Linked DNA regions of Mus musculus: region 1 is linked to region 2. The links are chromatin contacts, called in public HiChIP or PLAC-seq maps. All regions are on one chromosome and are shown on one strand. Each heading gives the region's core, a stretch centred on a gene start, on an enhancer-like site or on the middle of the called end of the contact. The rest is flanking DNA. Distances are from core to core; before and after follow the strand shown.

Region 1 (6,239 bases), core at 3,677-6,176, 1.0 Mb after region 2:
GGCTTTTCCATTCCGTGGATCTTGCACAGGCTGTAAGAAATCAGTATTCTTTATTGTTGGGATAGGGTGAGCATGTGTACGGCTCTGAGGGCGTTAAAGCTGGCAGGCAAGACAAGACTATTAGAAGAACGCTGCAGAAGCTGCCAGCTTGTCAGGAGGGTAAGGAATGGAGAGTTTAATTTGGAGGCCCCAGCACCCTAAGCAGTTTCTAGGACTGTAGAGTTAGTACACTGTAAACCCAAAGCCCTGCCCCCCTTCCTCTCACGTCATGTTGCCCAGATTGGCCTTGATATGTAGCTGAAAGTGATCCTGAACTCCTAATCTCCCTCATTCTGCCTCCGAAGTGCTGCGATTATAGGATTATTGAAAAGAGAAAAGGGCCAGACATGGTAGCATACACCTTCAGTCCCAACACTGAAGAGGCAGAGACCGGGGATTTTCTGTGAGTTTAAGGCCAGCCTGGTCTATACAAAGAGTTCCAGGCCGGTCAGAGCTACATATTGAGACACAGCCTCTAAACAAACAAACAAACAAACAAAACTTTAAAAATTTATTTTGCGTACAGTATTGCGTTCAAAGCTAGTCAGCGATGGCACATGCCTTTATTCTCCGCATTCTAGAGGCAGAGGATTTGAGGCCAGCCTAGTCTACGGAGTAAGTTCCAGGAATGGCAGGGCTACCCAGAGAGAAAAGAAACAAACCAAACATTATGTTCAAATTAAAGGGTTGGGACACCATCACCTAGCTATAACAACACTTGCTTCTAAGTTAAAAAAAACAAAGTTAAATTTGCTAGCCATTTAAAAAATGGAAGTCAATGGATATGGAAAACGTTAGAGAATTGATTTCATTTTTTTAAAAATTAAGTTTTTATTTAGTTGTTTGGTCTTTTGAGGTGCAGTTTTGTTATGAAACCCAAGACTTACCTGGGACTTACAATCCTGGCTCAGCCCATTGGGTGCGGGGGTGACAGGTTTGAGTTACTCCTCACTCTTTTTTTTTTTTTTTTTTTCTGAGACAGGGTTTCTTTGTATAGCCCTGGCTGTCCTGGAACTCACTGTATAGACCCGGCTGGCCTCGAACTCAGAAATCTGCCTGCCTCTGCCTCCCGAGTGCTGGGATCAAAGGCGTGCACCACCACGGCCCGGCACTCCTCACTCTTTAGGCTCCTAAACTGGAATTTACTTCGGGTTTTGAAAGAGCAGATGGAAATTTGACATTCAGTTGTACTGAGAAGGCCTTGTGAGGCAGGAATATGGACATGAAATCAACGTGCCTAACCACAACAATGTGGGCAGGAATGGAATGCTGGGAGATAGCTGATAGGCTGTCGGGTAAGAGAGGTGATGTCACAGCTGGTGGAATGCCAGCTGTAGACTTCCTTCTGTTTAGTGCCATGGTTCCTTGTTCTTGGTGTTGGTCGTGATGAGTCCTGAAATGGTAACTCTCATGTGAAATCCTGTTGCTTCCAACCCGTGGTTCTGGAAGATGACTAGAGTTATCAACCCATTGTCTTCCAGAGGGTGTGTAGAACTGGAGAGCTTGGGAGGATGGTAGCTTTCTTAAAAGGCTGCCAGACTCCTGCACAGAAATCTGGGGAGTGGGGGGAACAACAGCATCTCTGTGATGTTGGCCTACTGCCTGTAGATTCTGGAAAGAGAACACTCATTTGTACATTCCTCAGCTGATGCCAAACTCCTGTGTGCCCCCGTCTCCTCAGGAATGGCAGAGAAGTAGGATTACTCAACAGGTTCTCACAGCTTTTCCATAATGGGAAATTAAGATGAGCTTCCTCAGTGGAATCATGTGACTATCCATACCCATCTCTTGGTAGCCGGCAGGGCACTGTTCACCAAGAGTGATTGTCAGTTCTGAGCTGACTTACTGTGTGTACAGTTCTGGCTTTTACTGCTATTCCTGGTATTCATTTAACTATGTGGACCATTTTTTTTTTCTCTCTCCCAGATAGAGTCTAATTTAACTGGCTTCTACTTCTTTAATTACATATTTTTAATTTATTGTGTGTGTGCACATGTGTTGTGTGCCCAAGCCATTGCTTACATGTGGAGGTCAGAGGAAAACCGGAGGCACCACTTTTCTTCTACCATGTGGGACCCATGGATCAAACTCAGGCCCATCAGCAGACACCTTTGTCCATTGAGCCGTACATGTGATCACGAAGCCCCTATGTTTTTGAGTTGCATTCCTCTCTCCGTCAGATTTTACCTGGGTTACCTCTGTCTTTGCACACAAAGAGGCATGCTTGCATAACCCCCTCCCCTTTTTGTTTCCTGTGCTGGAAATGGAAAAGGATGGGAATGGGGTCTTGTGCATCCTACACAAGTGTTTTGTTACTGAGCTATCCTTCAGCTCTTTCCTGTGTTTATTTCTGTAACTTGTTCTCAAACTTCCTTCTCATATGGTCTCAGATTCCAATATCTCAGAAATGTTTAACTCCTCTCCCCTGCCTGTCTAAACAGGAGCATGCCATCCATCACCTTGTAATATTAATTATCCTTTTCATTCATTTGTTACACTTACCAAGAGTTGGAAATCATTGTGTATGTATATATGTATTACACACACACACACACACACACACACACACACACATACACACATTTCCTGAACTATACCCCTAGATATCAAAAGTTTGAAAACCATTTCTTGCCCATGTTCTGAGTCCCATGAAGCAGGGACTTGGACTTATTTCTCATAGCATGAAGATGTACATCCTAGGCACTCAAAAAATAGTTGTCGAGTAAGATGATAATTTTATATTCAAAGGCTTTGTGAGACTAGAAGAAAGAAAACACTTTTTGGTGTGTGTGTTCAAGACAGGGTATAATAGCCCTGGTGTTCTGGAACTTGCTTTGTAGACTATACTGGCTTTGAACACAGAGATCCACCTGCCTTTGCCTCTCGAATGTTTGGATTAAAGTTGTGTACCACCATGCCTGGCAAGAAAACATTTTAAAATTATTTTTTATTTTTATTTATTTTATATGTAAGTACACTGAAGCTGTCTTCAGGCACCCCAGAAGGAGGGCATTAGATCTCATTATGGATGGTTGTGAGCCACCATGTGGTTGCTGGGATTTGAACTCAGGACCTTCGGAAGAGCAGTCAGTGCTCCCAACCGCTGAGCCACTTCTCCAGCCCAAGAAAACATTTTTTAAATTTGGGAAAGGTAGCCATATGAGGTGGCTTACACCTATAATCCTGACAACCCAGAACTGAGGCAGGGGATTGCACAAAGTTTGGGACCAACCTGGGTTACGTAGTGAGGTCTAGGCCATTCTAGATTGCAGAGTGAGACTCTTGTGTTGAGACAAAAGGAAGAGAAACTGAGGCTCTAAGAGACTTTGTAGCTATGGATCCAAAGCAAAAGACCTGGCAGCTGGGACTGAGGCATCTCCTAGTGTGGTTCTCTTCGCTCACGGCTGGCTTTTCTTTCTGTTCAAATAGGGTTTCATTATTTAGTCGAGGCTACTTCTTCAATGCTGGCATCACAGACTAATGCAATCTTTCCAGCTTTTGTCGTTGGTTGTTGCTGAGAACAGGGTCATTTTTTGCAGCTTCTGTTAGCCTCAAATTCACTCTTTCTGCTCTGTCATAATCATATTTTCCTAAAGACATCATTACTGTTTTGAAAGGCATGATGGTACATACCTTTAGTCTCAGCACTTAGAGACAGGGGCAGGATTTCTCAGGATCTCTTTTGAGAGTTCCAGACCAGTCAGAACGGCATAGAGAAAGCCAGTTTCAGAAAGTCAGCCAACCAACAGACCAAAATAAACCTATACAATACAAAAATTGACTTTCCAGAAAGTTTAAAAGTCTACTACATTAATGAAATAGAAATGACATCAGTTATGTATAGACCTACATTGCTCTTGTTTATATATTTTTGTGTACACTGCTCTTTTAAAGTGGCAGTAAGTTGTCTTTACTTTTTTGTTTAGGAGCCAGCTATTCTTCTGTCCCCATCCCATCCCCTTTTCTTCCTTTCCTCCCTCTGCCCTCCCTCTCTCTCTTTTTAAGGCAAGGTCATGTGAATCCAGGGACAGCTCAGACTTTCTATGAAGCCAGTGTTGACTTTGAGTTTCTGATCCTCCTGCCTCCTGCCTGTGAGTTTTGGCATTGGAGGCATAGACCACCATGCACAGCTTTATAATTTCTAAATCATGAATATACTGATTTTGGAAAAAACTGAATGCCCTTGGAATGACTGTCCCCCACTCTCTGAAGGAGACTTATCTCTTTGGTTGCCTCAGGGTTGGGTTGGGGTACTAAGTTCCATGTTGACCATGGTTCCCAATCTCCCTTAGTTAATGTGCCTTGCTGAAGCCTTTTGGAACCCCCTCCCCATTGCTGTGCAGGAGATTCCAAGACAGGGCCCAGATCAAGGAATGCCAGTGACTGTTTCAGTGGTAGATGGTGGCAGCACTAATTTGCATCTGCTGTAACAAGCTGGTGTTGAAATGGGCTGGCAGAATGCCAAGGAAGCCAAGGTCAGCATACTTCGAAATAACAAATGAGTCATGCAACCCAGGATTGCGCGTCCCTGTAGGAATGACTACTTGACTCTTCTTCCGTCGGAACAGTTCCCCGGGCCAGCATGTGTAAAGGGAGGTGAAAGCCGCAGCAGCCTCTTGCTAGAGAGACAATAATGGAGGAGGAGAAAAATTAAAGTGGAAAGTCACATTTAAAGTCACTTCAGAGAAAACCATCGTGAGTTGTAGAAGACAGCTTTCTGAACTGCCAGAAAACAAGCCAAGAAATCGAGGAGACCCAAACCTCAGGGCGGTTAGACCACAGACCTGAGCTCAAATTCTCACATGGCACTTTCCATCTGTGCCCTCCGAGGCTTCTCACCCTTCCCAGACTCGAGCTTCATGGCTGTGCACTGTAGATAGTGACAGTTTTTCCGTTCAGTCAACATTGTTACTCAGGCTGCCAGGCATTGATGTAGACGATGTGGGGGTGTAGTGACAGATGGGTCCTTATTCTTGTAGAGCTTGCTTTCTGGTAGCAGAAGCAGATGGTGAAAAAGAAAATAACAGAACATGGTAAGTGCCACACTGAAGGAAAACAGAGAAGTTGCTGGTAGTGCCTGGGGAATCCCTTCCTGTCCTACCCCGCAGGGACTGTGCAGAGAAAAAAAAATTTATTTTTTTGTTCAGTGAGGAGTGAGTATGCTGGGGGTTGAACCTAGTGCTTTAAACATTTTAAGCAAGTTTCATTTCAAGCCTGAGACAGGATGCTACTTGTGTAGCTCATGCTTGAACTCATGGCAATCCTTCTGCCTCAGCCTTGCAAGTGCCTGGATTACATACAGGTGTGCCTCACCATGCCCAAGCAAGAACATTCTGGAGTCTTCTCTCCTGCTCTTTTCCTTTCAGCCCTACCCCACCCCTAGAAGCTGCTTCCGAACTGACTCTGAGTTTTGTTCTTTGGTGGTGTAGGCCTCATAACTCTAGTTGCTCCATTAAGAGGCTAAGAGGAATTTAAGGCCACAGAAGGAATTTAAGGCCAGCCTGGGCATGATTTAGATTTGGTTTCAAAGAAAACCAGTAAACAGAGAGGCGGAGATGTAGCTTAAGAGGTAAGATGATCCTGGGTTCCACATTTAGTACTGCCACCATCACCAGAAAACGGTATTACACAATACACTTTAGTGCAGCAGTGTTTTTGAGATTCAAACGTGTGGCTGCATTCACCAGTAGCCACTTTCTGTTTTTCGTGGAGGGGGCAAATTGAGACAGTCTTGGAATCTCGTTGGTCTTCCAACAGCCTTTGTAGCCACGATAACCTTGAACTCCTGGTCCTGCTGCTTTCACCTGCTGAGTGATGCTCGACAGGTTATATGCCACCCCACTGATTTCTGTGTCCCTGCACTTTAAGAAGGAGGTGCCACAAGGTAGTTTCAGGTGCCAGAGCTGAGTTCTGGTATTGGTTTTGGCCCCTTGCTCTTTGCCAGCTATGTAAACTCAGGCCAGTGAAACCCTTCTCTATCATTGAATTATTCACCTGGCCTTCCTGTGGGTTGTTCGGAAAATAAGATGATTTAGACCAGAGTTGTCTTGAAAAAAATTAAATGCTCTCCTTGGTAGTTAAGCAAGATTAAAAGACAAACTATTTTCTTTCTTTCTTCCTTTTTTTTTTTTTTTTTTTTGGTTTTTCGAGACAGGGTTTCTCTGTATAGCCCTGGCTGACCTGGAACTCACTTTGTAGAC
Region 2 (5,642 bases), core at 1,312-3,811:
AATGTTGTATACCACATGTGGCCCTCCATCTCTTTTCCTTTTTTTTCCCCCAGAGGAGGCCCTTCCATATTCTAAACCTCATAAAGAGACTCTGTCTCACCCCTCCCCCCAAAAAAAAAGAGACGCCACAACCATTTGTTTCTCTTAGTAGTCCATATCTATTAGTGTGGCTGGAACTTTTTTCCTCAGAAAGATGAGAACATGTGCTTTCCTTCTAAGGTCTCAACAACAAGCCAGAGTCTAGTTCCACCAAAGTCCACCCTTTGGAACTAATGAGATTATTTTCACATGTGGAGCCTGGATAAGGGATTCCTCACAGGAACACATGTGAGCCTAAAACAGCTGCATTGGAAAACCTTTACCCAGCACGGGAGCTGGCTTCCTTATGCTGGCCTATAGCGCTGTTCACCTAGTCATCCTCAGCCTATGCACTCTAGTCTCTCCCCAAGACCGGGAAGTGATACGTAATTAGGGAAGAGCTGAATACAAGTGGATGAGAGGAACAGTTGGGATGTCAGGTGAGGGAATGACCCTCCTGTCTCCTCCTCATAGGAACAAATGTCAATAGCTCACTGGACCAATGATAGTGGATTCTTCCAAGTCGGCACAGTGACTGTAGAGATGGTGGCAAGTTCATGCAGAGGTCAGTGCCATACAACAGATAGGCATTTTGCTATACACTGTGAACACCACTTTGTAAAATGAGAGGGTGCATGAACAAGAAGATTGATGAATAGAAAGTCAGGGCAAACAAAACAAAACAAAACAAACCCAAAACAAAAAAACAGTTATCCTGTGGACTCCTTGTCAATGTATAAACTGTCACCATAGTTTATTTTCTAGCCTGTTACATAACATTGTGTTCTCTATTTCAGCTGAGTGCTATCCATTGAGAATAGCTCTGCAATGTTCAAGAAACATTAACTTTGAACCTCTTAGGAAGATATTCACGGTAAAGAAGAGATTATTATTGCCCTTTAGCATGGAAACAAGTTTCCCAGGGATGTGCCTTGTTTACCCTGTGACTTCAGAAACAATTTCCCCACATATAATGACTCAACAGACCTGAGACACTTTGAAGGTGGTCTACAAAAGAAGAGCTGCCATAAATATTTTATCAGAAGACTTAAGTTTCAAAGGAAAAGATCGAAGGTAATCTTTCCTGGTGACTTTAGGAAGTCAGTAGCATTGAGAAGTGTTCATAGTTTAAGAACCATTGATCCACAAAAGAGTAGGAAGACAAAGGCAGTGTCATAGGGCATTTGACTTGGACAATTCAGAGTGAAGTACCTGCTCTTGAATTAACTCTTAGGCCTTAGGAAAGTCATGTCTATTCTCAGTACATCACTGTTGCTTTGCTGGAGTGACTGCACCATCTCTATGTTCTTCTTCACATTGTAGTTATAAATGTACTAAATTTTATATCTCTTTACTGCACTCAATTCTGAACTGATATATCACTAAAGTGACATTGGTCCCTTGGTGCCTCATTCATAGGACAACTTTCAGAATATTTGATGCTGCTGCCCAGGGAAGAATTTGCCATTTATTGAGGTATGACAATGTGCCAGCCATTGCATAATCAGCAAATGAAAAAAATGAATGCCTTAGAATCACTTCTTCCAAGTCCACTTAGGAACAACCCTGGAACAGGAAAAAACAAACCTTCAAAAGTTAATTCCTTTTAACTTAAAGTGGTCACCAGAGTAGAAAAGAATTCAAAGCAGAACCCATTCAAAGCAAATGAATTTAGAGCTGCATTCAGGAGAAGCTGAATGCACTATAATGGCACTATAATGACCAAACGGAAACGAAGGGTCGAGTTAAGGAACTGAGCAAAGAGAGAGCTGCAGTGACTCCACCACTGGAGGACTTTTAATGAGCTGGCACTGTGAATGCCCCTGTTAAGTTTCTCTCATCAGTCTTCCATTTCATAGTAGCCCGTCATATACAGAAACCATGAATATGTGCAGGCAATCTATAAAGAGCGGCTCATGCTGGATGCCACGAGACATGCAAGGCACCAGCAGTGCAATCCCAGCTTCTAAGTCTCTCTTGATTTAGAAGATGATTCAACTTAGGCAATATTTAAAGGTAATGGATACTACTTTAAAAATGTTAAAAAGTATTTTAAAATTCTGTTTAATTGGATTTTATTTGCATTGGCATTTTACCTACATGTATGTCTGTTCATCATTTGCATGACTTGTGCCTAAGGAGACCAGAAAAGGGTGTTGGACCTGCTGGGACTGGAGTTATAGATGGTTTGGGGTGTGGGTGTTGGGTTCTGAACCCAGGTACTCGCTACAGCAGCAATTTGTCTTGACTGCTGAGTCATCTCTGCAGGCTCTCCAAATATTACTTATTATTATTTTTTAATGGGAAGAGGTTAAGACTGAAAAAGAAGACATATATTGACACTGTATGAAAACCAGAGAGTTAGGATAGAACTACTACAACTCAGGAAAGAAAATTGGCAAGCAAGGAAGGCCTCTTATGCCTGATCGTCACGCCTCAGAGTCTATTGCCCTTGTGTCACTAGCATGTCGTCTCAGCCCCACTTCCCTTTATTTCTGTTTGCAGTTCTCTCTGTGATGATGGAATTACCAGATCTCTGGAGAACTAGTCTCATCTTCTGCTAAAACACGAGCCTTAAACACATATAAAGGAGCAAGAGGGGACAAAAGACTTTCTTGTGGAAAAGTCTGAAAAATGAAACCAAGCCTCTAGAGAAGAGAAAGCAAGTATAAGAGTTGCACTAAGGAAGACACTGAACAGTCTTACTCTCCAGGGGCAACAGGAAGCAGGTTTTCTTTGTGGTTTTCAGGGGAAAGAAAAATGTTTTCTAGTGCCCATATTTCTTTCATGTACATGCAAATGCGTGTGTGCCCTATGTGTATGTGTTAGGGTAGGGGCACTTGTGAGTAGAGTAAGGCCCAAGAAAGATATCAGGTTTCCTGCTCTATCAATATGTGCCTTATTCTCTGAAACAGTGTTCTGGTTTTGTTTCTTTGTTTTGCTGTCTGTTTCTATGCGTATGTGTTTACGATGTGTATACATGTGGGTATGCATTTACACCATGTTTGTGGGCTCATACATGTGCAGCTGTGTGCATATGTGTGTAGGTCTGAGGTTGATGTGGGAATAACCATCAATCATTCTTACACCTTATTCTTTGAGGCAGAAGCTTTAAATCAACAAAAGCTAGCTTATAAGGATAGTTTTACTTGCTGGATTGCTCCAGGAATCCTGTCATTCTCAGCTTTCTATACTACAATAACATGTGGGTTGCCATGTCCTCCTGACATTTAGGTGGGTTTTGGGGATCTGAACTTAGGTTTTTTTGACTTCTTGTAAGAGCTTTGACTGCTATAGCCATCTCTCCAGCTCCAAAGAGGGCTGATCACTGAACCTGCCACTAGTCTAGAGGCTATCAAGCCCCACTGATAGTCCTGCTTCCACACCCCCATGGTGCGGTAGCTATACACAATCTTTAATGAGCATCCCACCAGTGAATGGGGCTTCTCTATTAAAGTATTTGTGTCTTCATAAAGTGGACTGGAATGGGATCTTGGGGTCATAGTGAACACTTACAAGTTTAAGAAAAATAGTGAAACAGAGGGTTTAGAAATTGAAAGAATTAGATTTGTAGCTGGAGAGATGGGTCAGTTGTAAAGTGTTCATCTTACCAGCATAAGAATCCGACTTTGAATACACAAAATGACCTTTCTATACATATGGCTGCATAATTTGACTTTTCTTGTGTGTTTTTTTCATACGAGTACTAGAAATTGAACACAGGCCTTCCTGCTTGCACAGTGTCTTAAGGTTTTATTGCTGTGGAGAAGCACCATGACCAAGGCAACTCTTACACAGGAAAACATTTAATTGGAGCTGGCTTACAGGTTCAGAGGTTCTGTCCACTATTATCATGGCAGGAAGCATGGTAGCATCCAGGCAGATGTATTGCTGGAGAAGGAGCTGGGAATTTTGCACATTGATCTGAAGGCAACCAGAAGGAGAATGTCTCTTCTGCACTGTGTGGAACTTGAGCATAGGATCTTGAAGGCCACCCCCACAGTGACACACTTCCTCCAACAAGGTCACACTGTTCCAACAAGGACATACCTCTTGATAGTGTCATTGCACACAGAAAGTGGAATACTTGCTGAGCTCTCTTCCCAGACCAGGTATAATTTTCAAGACATACTATGAATCTTCTTTTTTAGTTTATCTTGAATACAAATCACGTATGTTTAAGCCAAAGGAACCTTGAGAATCTGAAATCACAGAGGGTACATATTCATTCAAGGTATTAGACTTAGTTTAGAATGATGCTGGACATGAATTTTTGATGTGCAACATCTCACCAGTTCATTAAAAGCAAGAAAAGCAAGTGACTGGTTATTTATTTATTTATTCATTTATTTATATTTTTATTTTTATATCCAAACCACTGCTCCCTCTTTCAGTCCCCCTTCAAAGAGTCCCTCCGCCCATCCCCTTCTCCTCTGAGAGTTTGGGGCCTCCCTGGGCGTCCTCCACTGTGGTATTAGGCGCATTCTCTCCCACCGAGGCCAGACAAGGCAGCCCTGTCAGGTATAGATTCCACAGAAAGGCAACAGCTTTAGGAACATCCCTACTCCAGATGTTGGAGACTCCAGATACATGGAGACAGAGCTGCACAGCTGCTACTTATGTGCTAGGGGCCTTGGTTCAGCCCATGTATGCTCTTTGGTTAATGGGTCAGTCTCTGGTTATTTGACTCTGATGGTCTTCCCTTGGAGTGAAATAGCAAAATTTCCTAAAATTCAGTATCAGAGAAGATTTTCATCTCCCTGACATCCCTTGGGTGCTCATTTCTTTTTCAAGCCATGTCTTAAAGTCTACTATAAGTCAAAGATTGATTAAATTGTGTATAGGACTATGTCACTTTTTACATTTATTTAATTTCTGACTTTTGTCATTCTGGTGAATTTTGAATTTGATCATTAAAACTATATATTCAAAAATATAATCCTCATCATAAACATTTGGGAAACATAACAGACTTCATTCTAATAATTGCATCACTCATATTATTTAATATTTTTAAGTTTTAATCCACATGAATATAGAAACACTGCTTTATGAGTATGGATCAGAGCTCACTGCAATATCCACATATCTAGTATAATGAAGTTCATTTAGTTTAATAGATATCACACAAGTGAATTTATCTCTTCATAAAGTGAAGCCTGGTCAGACTGGGATGGGATCTTGAGGTCATAAAAACAGTGAAACAGAGAGTTTTGAAATTGAGAGAATTAGATTTGGAGCTGGAGAGATGGCTCAGTTGCAGAGTGTTCATCATACAAGCATAAGGACCTGAATTTGAATACACAAAACTCACACACAAAAGCCAACCTGGCAGTACATGCCTGTACTTTTGGCACTGTAAGTAGAATAGTAGAGACTGGAGAAATCCTGGGCTACTGGCTAGCCAGCACATCCAAATTAGGAGGTTCCAGGTTCACTGAGAGGCATAGAACCTAAAGATAAGGTAGAGAGCAATTGAAGATCATATTCATTGGATCTCCCATTGCACACACAAGTGCACACATAAAGAGCTGAATGTATATATACAAGCAGGCACAGACACT

What was found. HiChIP or PLAC-seq counts read pairs in DNA pulled down with a chosen protein or histone mark.
Region 1: an H3K27ac HiChIP or PLAC-seq map of large pre-B cells shows a contact between it and region 2, with 5 times the contacts expected there. The contact joins two enhancer-like sites.

The regions. Positions count from the first base shown.
Region 1 is chr17:53,582,740-53,588,978 of GRCm38.p6, forward strand. The region is part of intron 1 of Kat2b (K(lysine) acetyltransferase 2B); the gene reads left to right. Among named protein-coding and RNA genes, the nearest start is that of Kat2b, 19 kb to the left of the region's middle. Within about 2 kb of position 4,927, at least 316 of the 459 cell types and tissues checked have an H3K27ac peak or open chromatin away from gene starts, as enhancers often do.
Region 2 is chr17:52,589,165-52,594,806 of GRCm38.p6, forward strand. Gm27217 (predicted gene 27217) reads right to left here. Exons shown (of 2, transcript NR_155517.1): 2 at 3,817-4,280. Among named protein-coding and RNA genes, the nearest start is that of Gm27217, 11 kb to the right of the region's middle. Within about 2 kb of position 2,562, at least 41 of the 459 cell types and tissues checked have an H3K27ac peak or open chromatin away from gene starts, as enhancers often do.